Regions from separate parts of the Ovis aries genome. Here region 1 is linked to region 2. Evidence: chromatin contacts called from public Hi-C data. All regions are on one chromosome and are shown on one strand. Each heading gives the region's core, a stretch centred on a gene start, on an enhancer-like site or on the middle of the called end of the contact. The rest is flanking DNA. Distances are from core to core; before and after follow the strand shown. Region 1 holds the start of EP300 (E1A binding protein p300). Region 2 has its middle 58 kb from the start of RBX1.

Region 1 (4,037 bases), core at 717-3,216, 66 kb after region 2:
AGTAAACTTGACAGTAAGGAAACATCAACTAAGATGCATGAGATCTGAAACATGTGTAAAAGTTTTAAACTATCTCCATAGAAACTGGTTTAGGGGTTTCTTTGGGGAGACCTTGCCATCAATTTACCCAAGGCCAAACACAGAGAAATCCTGTAACATGTAGGTACCTGAAAGAATGCTGGTGAGGCCTTCCTCAGCAAAATTGATGTCATAAACACATTTTATTTATAGTCAAGCATTTTCCTCCATCATTTTCCCCATAACTACATTATCTTTAAAGCACTGCCTAAACATGGCCTTTTATTTTTTAAAGCTGTTCTATCGAGAGCGGATTAAAAGAAACACCCTAAAATGTCATCAGGTTGAAAAATAATTCAATGCTCCTTTGGTGAGAGTGCCGCCTGGTAGGGGCATGTGTACACGTGGTGGGCAAGAAACGAATTTAGTAGATCTGGTCTTAAAACATCTTCCCACTGCTGTGATTTTTGTTTCCTGATTATCAAAATAAAATATGTTCACTGTCAAAAAAAAACCCTAACATTAAAAGAAAAAGGAAACAACCCATAGTTGGTGTGATTTTTGGATGGGAGCCCTGGGAAGGCGACGGAGAGGAACGCACGATCTGTGGCCTGGAATACTGGGCGGCGGGGTACCCCTGCCTAATAAATTAACAGTGCCATCCCCAGGGCGCTCCTCTTCGGCCACCTGTGTGGCGACTTGTCGCCTTCCCTGAGTAGCTGCGCGGCCCCGTCACCCCGCCACCCAGTTCCCACCGATCTCCTACGCAAAGACCCAACCCAGGCACCTTCCCCCGTAAATGTCCACCGACTGAAAATAGATCCCAAGCCCGCCCCTGACCTCCCCCCCCCCCCAAATCCTCCCCTTTAAAGGGAGCCACCGGGTGACGCCGGGGGAGTTTGCGGAAGCGCCAACCGCGTTGGGGCCTTGGGCGGATCCCGTGATTGACCCGGCCCCGCCCCCCGGCTCCTCTTCCCCCATTGTGTGAGCGGCTTGGGCCCAGGCCCCGCCCCCTGCCACCTCCCTCCGGAGGCCTAACCCCTCCCCTTTTTTTCACCCCCCCCCTTGGCTCATTTCCGGCCGCCGCTGCTACCGCTAGCCTGTAAGGAGGATTCGGCAGAGGGAAGAAACAACAGCCGCCATCTTGTTTGTGTGCTAGGCTGGGGGGGAGAGAGGGCGAGAGGGAGCGGGCGAGAGTGGGCAAGCGGGACGCCGGGCTGAGTGCGAACTGCGGGAGTGAGAGTGCGGAGGGGAGCTGGGCCGAAGAGAGGCGGCAGGGGGCCGAGACAGTGGCAGGGGGCCCGGGGCGCACGGGCTGAGGCGACCCCCAGCCCCCTCCCGCCCGCACACACCCCCACCGCGGCCCCGGAGCCGGGCCGGCGTCGACGCCTAAGGGGGGACCATTACATAACCCCGCGCCCCGCGGCGCCTTCGCCCGCCGTCGAGGGCGGCCCCGAGCGGAGCCCCGGGGGGCGGGCGCTCCAGGCACCTGGCCGCCGAGGGTGGGGGCCGTAGCGGCGGCCGTATTTATTTATTTTCGCGGGAGGGGAGGGCGAAGGAGGAGAGAGCGCGGCGCGAGAGGAAGCCGCCTGCGCCGCTCGCCAGAAGCGGGGCCTCCTCGGTGGGCTCGGCGTCGGCGCGGGCAGGCGGCGCTGCTCAGCCCGGCCCCCCTCGGCCCTCTGGGCCGGCGAGCTCCGCGCCCGGCGTCCTCGCCGCGCCTCCGCCGCGCGATGTGAAGCGGCGGCGCCAGCCTGGCTCTCAGCTCGGGCGAGCTCTCTGCGGCCATTAGGGGCCGGTGCGGCGGCGGCGGCGCGGAGCGCGGCGGCAGGAGGAGGAGGAGGGTTCGGAGGGTGGGGGCTCAGGTCCGGGAGGGGGCACCGGGAGGAGGTGAGTGTCTCTTGTCGCCTCCTCCTCTCCCCGCTTTTCGCCCCCGCCTCCTTGTGGCGATGAGAAGGAGGAGGACAGCGCCGAGGAGGAAGAAGCTGATGGCGGCGGCGGAGCTCCGAGAGACCTCGGCTGGGCAGGGGCCGGCCGTGGCGGGCCGGGGACTGCGCCTCTAGAGTCGCGAGTTCTCCGGGATTCGCCGCAGCGGACGCGCTCGGCGCATTTGTGTGCCTGTGCCCTCCTCCGGGCCTGGGCCCAGGCCCGGCCCCTCGCACTTGCCCCTACCTTTTCTATCGAGTCCACATCCCTCTTCAGCCACCGCGATCCGGCGGAGAGAAAAAGGAACTTCCCCCCACCCCCTTCGGGGGCCGGCGGAGCCCCCTGAGCCCACCCCCGGGATCCGGGCGGGGACCCCGGGCTGAAGAAGAGATTTCCCGAGGATTCTCCTTTTCCTCGCCCGTATCTCCGAAAGAATTAAAAATGGCCGAGAATGTCGTGGAACCGGGGCCGCCTTCAGCCAAGCGGCCTAAACTCTCATCTCCGGCCCTCTCGGCGTCCGCCAGCGATGGCACAGGTTAGTCTCGGGAGTCCTGGCCTTCCACCTCCTTCTCAATCTTTTCTGCTCGCAGCACCTTTATTCGTCCATATTTTCTTTTCTCTTCCTAGTTCTCTGCCTCTTGATTGATTTTAAAGGTGTTTGAATGAGCTGATCGAAGGCGTCCAGTAGTCGAACCATTTTCTTTGCTTCCTAAACATTCGTTGCCACACTATGTCATATCGATGTGTGTTCTGGAATTAGGGCTCTTGAGTTGTGCTGTAAAAATGGCCTTTATTGTCGTTATCATGCAGTTTAATTTTGGAAATGCATTTGAGTGTAAGGGTTTTTTTTTTTTTTTTTTGGCACTTTTAGTTGTAATTTGTGGTTAAGTGAGGAATTGTGAATTCTTTCTTCCTGATCGTTACTTGTTCTGTTTTCTCTACTTTCTACTACTCTTCAAGAATTCCTTTTTGCCTAAGATTTTCTGTTGAGGATGAAGGTGTAAAAATTATTGGTTTTACTTGTTTGTGTGTGTGAGATCCAGGATTTCAGGCTTGATGTGAAGTTAAACGTCAAACCTGAAATTTGGTATGAATTATTTTACTAACCATTCCTAGCTCCCTCCGCCCCCTTATTTGCTTTTAAAATCAATATGGAGCGCAGTTCATTATATCTCTCTCATTTCTTTGGTGCCAGACCAAAATGTCTGAATTTCTGGGGTTTTAGGTTGGGAGAGAGCAGAGGCATTTTCTTTGCAATTTGTAGTTACTTTCTCTTTGGGAAGAGTTGGGGGGTTAACTGATTGTGTGGAGTTATGTACTTGGAAATCAAGACTAGAAATTGAGAGAGTCCCAATCAAGAACTGCCCACATAAACTGATCATACAAGAATTTAAAATGTGTGTTAAGTTTTGCATCTGTAGGTTTTGTCTGTTTACACTTTAAACAATGTACGGGGATCCAGATTGCAGTTTAAAAAAACTTTAAATTTTTTTACTTCACTCAGTTGTGGACCAGCCTTTTGTCAAGAGAAATGAGACTTGTATCACTCCCTTGTCACAGTGAGTTTGGTGCTATCCTGATGGGCACCGACCTTCTCTTTGGCTGTCATAGTTGTTTGAGGTGCCAGGATAATGAAGACGAAGAATGGCTGGCCATCTGACAGTCTACAAGATGTTCCCCTTTACTACGGAGCATCTCTTTAACACCCTGAGAAAACAAGCTCAACGTCATCCCTCCATCTGCCAGTGATAGTGCATAATGGAGTTAAATGTACTCTTTGAGTTTGTAGAGAACTTCTAAAGCATGGTTCTAAGTAGGTTTCCTTTCAGTGGGTGAAAATGTAAGGATATGGCAAAATGCTTTGGATTTTTTGCTTTTAAAAGATGTATCCTGAGTTTAAGATAACCTGCAAAGATTTGAGGATTTTTGCAGAGTTCCTCTGCTTCAGGCTTGTAACGTTGACAGCACATGAACTTTGATCTGTCCTCATTACTTGAAGTTTCTGTAGTCTTCAGGGATATTTTTTTTAACCTGTTTTTTCCCTCAGAATTCATACACATATTGAGTGTGGTATTCCTTTGCGCTTATTAAAATGT
Region 2 (4,129 bases), core at 171-2,670:
CAGTTGGACAAGTCTTAGCCACTAAACACAACAGGGAGCATGGGGCTGTGGGTGGAGGTGTGGGAACAAAAGACTTCTTCCATTCACTCGGTACTCACTTACTGAACAGTCTGGGGACAGGCCCTGGACAAGCCCAGCTAGGGCGCTGTGTCGGAACTGACTGAGGGATAGCCTGAGGCCCTAAGCACTGCGGGACGGAGGAAAGCTGAGAAAAGGGGGTTCCTTCAGAACTCTTCCTAGTGCAGAGGTGGCAAGAGAAAAGGATCTCTCAGCCTACTGAGGGGTCAGGGTCTGGCTTCTCAGAGTCTACACCTAGTATCTTATCATCTAGAAGCAGTGTTCAGGTCACGTGGCCTTTCTAAAAACAGGCCAAGGAGCAAGCAAGTACTACAAGTGCCTGGCACTACCTGGAGAGCCTAGGCCTGGCACACAGAAGGGCCCTGGGCTGGCTGACTTCCCACAGCTTCAGGGGCCCACCTTCTGGCCCGAGGGAAAGTCTCCTTTATTGGCTTCTCCAGGCCCAGCCCACTGCCTTTATCACTGCACCCTCCCGCCCAGCACAGGCTTGGTGCCAGAAGCCTCAGAATATTTAATGGGGTGTTGTGTGTCGGATTCTTTGCAACCCCCATGGGCCGCAGCAGCCAGGCTTCCGTGTCCTTCACCATCTCCTGAAGTTTGCTCAAACACATTGAATCCGTGATGCCATCCAACCCTCTGGTCCTCTGCCGACCTCTGTTTTAATGGGAAGTGAAAGTGAAAGTCGCTCAATCTTGTCTGACTCTTTGCGACCCTATGGACTATACAGTCCATGGAATTCTCCAGGCCAAGGAGTGGGTAGCCTTTCCCTTCTCCAGGAAATCTTCCTCCACCCAAGGATGGAACCCAGGTCTCCCGCATTGCAGGCGGATTCTTTCCCAGCTGAGCCACAAGGAAAGCCCGTTTTAAGGGGAGGAAGGAGCCCAGACCTGTGTAACTGGGTTTGTCCCGCAGAAGCGGAGGGGCGCTCAGCCCAGTCCTGCAGGTGGCGCGCACAAACGCCATTCCCATTAGACAGACCAGAAAGCCGAGGCCCAGAGAGACGGCTTGCCGAGGTCACACGCAACCCGTGTGCCCGCGCTGCCCGCCGCTCGGGCTCCTGTCAATCCCGTCCCCAAGCCTGCGACCCCCGGCCCCCAACAGTGCAGTGCCCGCCTCCTGCTCTGCGGGGTTTCTTTGACGCGGGTGCAACCCCCAGGACATCCCCGCCACGCCTCCAGGGCCCTGCCTGCCTGCCGCCCAGGCCCTCCCACCCCCGCCCAGCCCCGCCGCCGCGCTGCGGCCCCCGGGGCCGCGCACCTGCCTGCGGTGGGGGTGGGGGGACCGGCCGGGCTCGGGGGCCGCCCCACTTCCGGAGGCGGGGTAGGGGTGGCGACGCTGCGCGTCTACTTTTCAGCGATGAAGCCTCGGCTGCGGCCTCCGGATGCCCGGGCGGGGAGCAGGGTGGGGGTGGGGTGGGGGAAATCTGAAAAGGGAACTCGGATGCGACAGCAAACCAGTGGCGGTTTCGTTCGCCCAGATCCGGACACAAAGGCGGCCGCGGGCGGCTCGGCGCGGGCAGGCAGTCCCGAGACCCCGCGGCCGCCGGGGCCCCGGGGGCTTCCGCGGAGGAAGGAGACCCGGGCGGCGGCGGCCGGCTCGGTCCGGCCACACCCCGACACCTGGGCCCGGGGCGGAGAGAGCCGCGCCCTAGGGCTCCGCTCTTTGCAACCTTTGTTCTGGCTTCAGCGCGCGATCCCCGGGCCCCTCCACCCTCGCCGCAGGGCTCATGTGGACCTCGACCCTTAACCTTCGCTGATCCCCGGGCGGTCCCGCGGTCTAGGTCCCGGGCGGGGCGGGGGTGAGCGCGAGCGCGGGGTCCCGGCGGCTGCACGTGCCGGGCCTCAGGAGGGACGGAGCCCCGTTCTCGCCCCGCTGCCGCCCAGGTGTCCCGGCCGCTGGCACCGAGCCAGGGGTTGGGAGCTGCGGAGGCGAGCCCCTGGAGCCCCCTGGACCCCTGCCCTGGAGGAGATAATAGGATCAGGGCCACGCTGATAGCAGTTAGTGACAGTCAGCCCTCGCTAAATGGGTGAGATCACAGCCACAAGGGCTGACCCGAAGAGCCGGGCTAGAGTTCCTGTCCTTGAAGTTACAGGAAAGTTGGTAATCTTGGATTTTCTGTTTAATCATATTATGGAAGATTTTTTATCATAAGCGAAAGTCATGGTGGTAAGATGAGCCCCCCAGGTGCGCGGCACTCAGATACAATTATAAGCAGGTGACCATCTGGTTCTGCCTGACCCTCACTCTCCACCCACGGCCCGACCTGTCATTGTGAAACAGATCCTTGGCATCGGGTCAGATTTCAGTTGTGCCCCCTGAGACACTTACTGGCTTTTGATGAAAAGCCCTTTGTTTAGAAAACATTTTAAAAGCTGAACAGATTAAAACATTAAGGAGTGGAGATAAACATGAAGATAAAGGAGACTGAACAGTGGAAGGAGTGGAAAGACTGAAATGATGAAAGCCCAGAAGCCCAGGCCGTGCTTTCGGCGGCGGGGTGCGGGGGTGGGGGGTGGGGTGGCGAATTAGATTCCCAAGGTGAGAGCTTGAGCGGAGAGGAGAGAGGAGCCAGGGAGAAGAGGTGTGATTCAGGACACCAGTCGAAGGTAGAAGTGACTGGATTTGCTGACGGATTAGACAGGAGTCTTGAAGGAGAGAGGCTTTGATGACGGGAAGCTAGGAGAATGGCAGTGCTTTGAAATGCCTTGAGGAAGACTAGGGGAAGATTTGGGGGAATCCAAAGTAGAGTTTGGAATGCTACACCTGAGCTGCCATTGAGATATCCAAGTGGAGATACCGTGGGGAGGTAGGTATTTGAGGAGAATTCCCAGGGATGGGAGCAGGGCTAGAGATTCCAAGAGTGGAGTTTTAACCACTGGACCACTGGGGAAGTCCCAAGGGCTAGAGATTGAAATCCGGAAGTTGAGAACCTGTAGTGTATTTAAAAATCACAGGACTGGAATGGATAGTGGGCAGTGAAGTCAAGGGAAGAAAGCGTTCCTAAGAAAGAGAGAGGGATTGACAGTGTGGAATATCATGGAGAGGTCAAGGAAAAGGAGGACAAAGAAAAAGTGACCATTTAATCTCATAACTGGGACACCCTTGGTGAAGTTGGTGGGAGAAATTTCAAAAGAGCAACATAGTTGAAAGCCAAACCAGAGGGACCTGAGAGAGCATGAGTGAGGGAGGGATTAATCTTTGGAGAAACTGTGATGTGAGCAGAAACTAGAAAAATGAGGCCAAAGAAGATACATTAAAACAAAATGAAATGACATTTTAGTGCAGAGAATTTAAGACTTACTAGAGAGTAGAATAATATAATGAACCCATACCCAAATCATCTAACATGTCTTTATCCACATACAATTTTGTTTCATCCATACCTGCCTGGTTGCTTTAAAGCAAATCTTAGAATTCATTCTCTTTCAGTCATAAATGGACTTCAGTATGTATCTCTAACAGGGAAGGATTCAATCTTTCATAGTTAAGAGCTTAGTTTTTTAACATAACTGCAAAATAATTTTCATACCTAAAAACAAGTAACAGTAATTCCTAAATAATTATCTAATAGCCAGTCACCAGTGTTCACACTTTCCTGATTATCCCATAAGTGATTTTCTAATAATTTCTGTGTTACAGTCAGGATACAAATAAGTTCATATTTTTGCACTTGATTGATTTGTCTCTTAACCTTCTTTTAATCTATAACATTTCCTCTCCTTTAAAAAATTTTTAAGAAACCAGATCATTTGTTTTTTAGAATTTTCCACACTGAGTTTTGCCGATGGCATTGCTTCCACATTGGCTCAGTGGTAAAGAATCTGCCTGCCAATGCCAGAGACACAGGAAATGAGAATTCAACCCTGGGTCTGGCAGATCCCCTGGAGAAGGAAATGGCAACCCACTCTGGTATTCTTGCCTGGGTAATCCCGTGGACAGAGGAGCCTAGTGGTGCGTCCAGGAGGCTGCACATGGTTTTCAACTAAACAACAAAAGCAATGTCTTTCTAATCATGCTGGGAACTTCCTGATGCATCACAGAAAGCCTCATT

What was found. A called contact is a pair of places that touch in the nucleus more often than the background predicts.
Region 1: a contact with region 2 is called in a Hi-C map of blood, with 2.0 times the contacts expected there. The contact joins the promoter of EP300 here to the enhancer-like site in region 2. A contact is called at or near these places in 4 of 16 Hi-C or Micro-C datasets (blood, hypothalamus and omental adipose tissue).

The regions. Positions count from the first base shown.
Region 1 is chr3:218,104,903-218,108,939 of ARS-UI_Ramb_v3.0, forward strand. It overlaps EP300 (E1A binding protein p300), which reads left to right and starts at 1,967. Exons shown (of 30, transcript XM_042247785.1): 1 at 1,967-2,476. The coding sequence starts at 2,383.
Region 2 is chr3:218,038,966-218,043,094 of ARS-UI_Ramb_v3.0, forward strand. No RefSeq gene overlaps it. Among named protein-coding and RNA genes, the nearest start is that of RBX1, 58 kb to the left of the region's middle. Within about 2 kb of position 1,421, at least 40 of the 54 cell types and tissues checked have an H3K27ac peak or open chromatin away from gene starts, as enhancers often do. A contact at or near this core is called in hypothalamus, where this site is marked.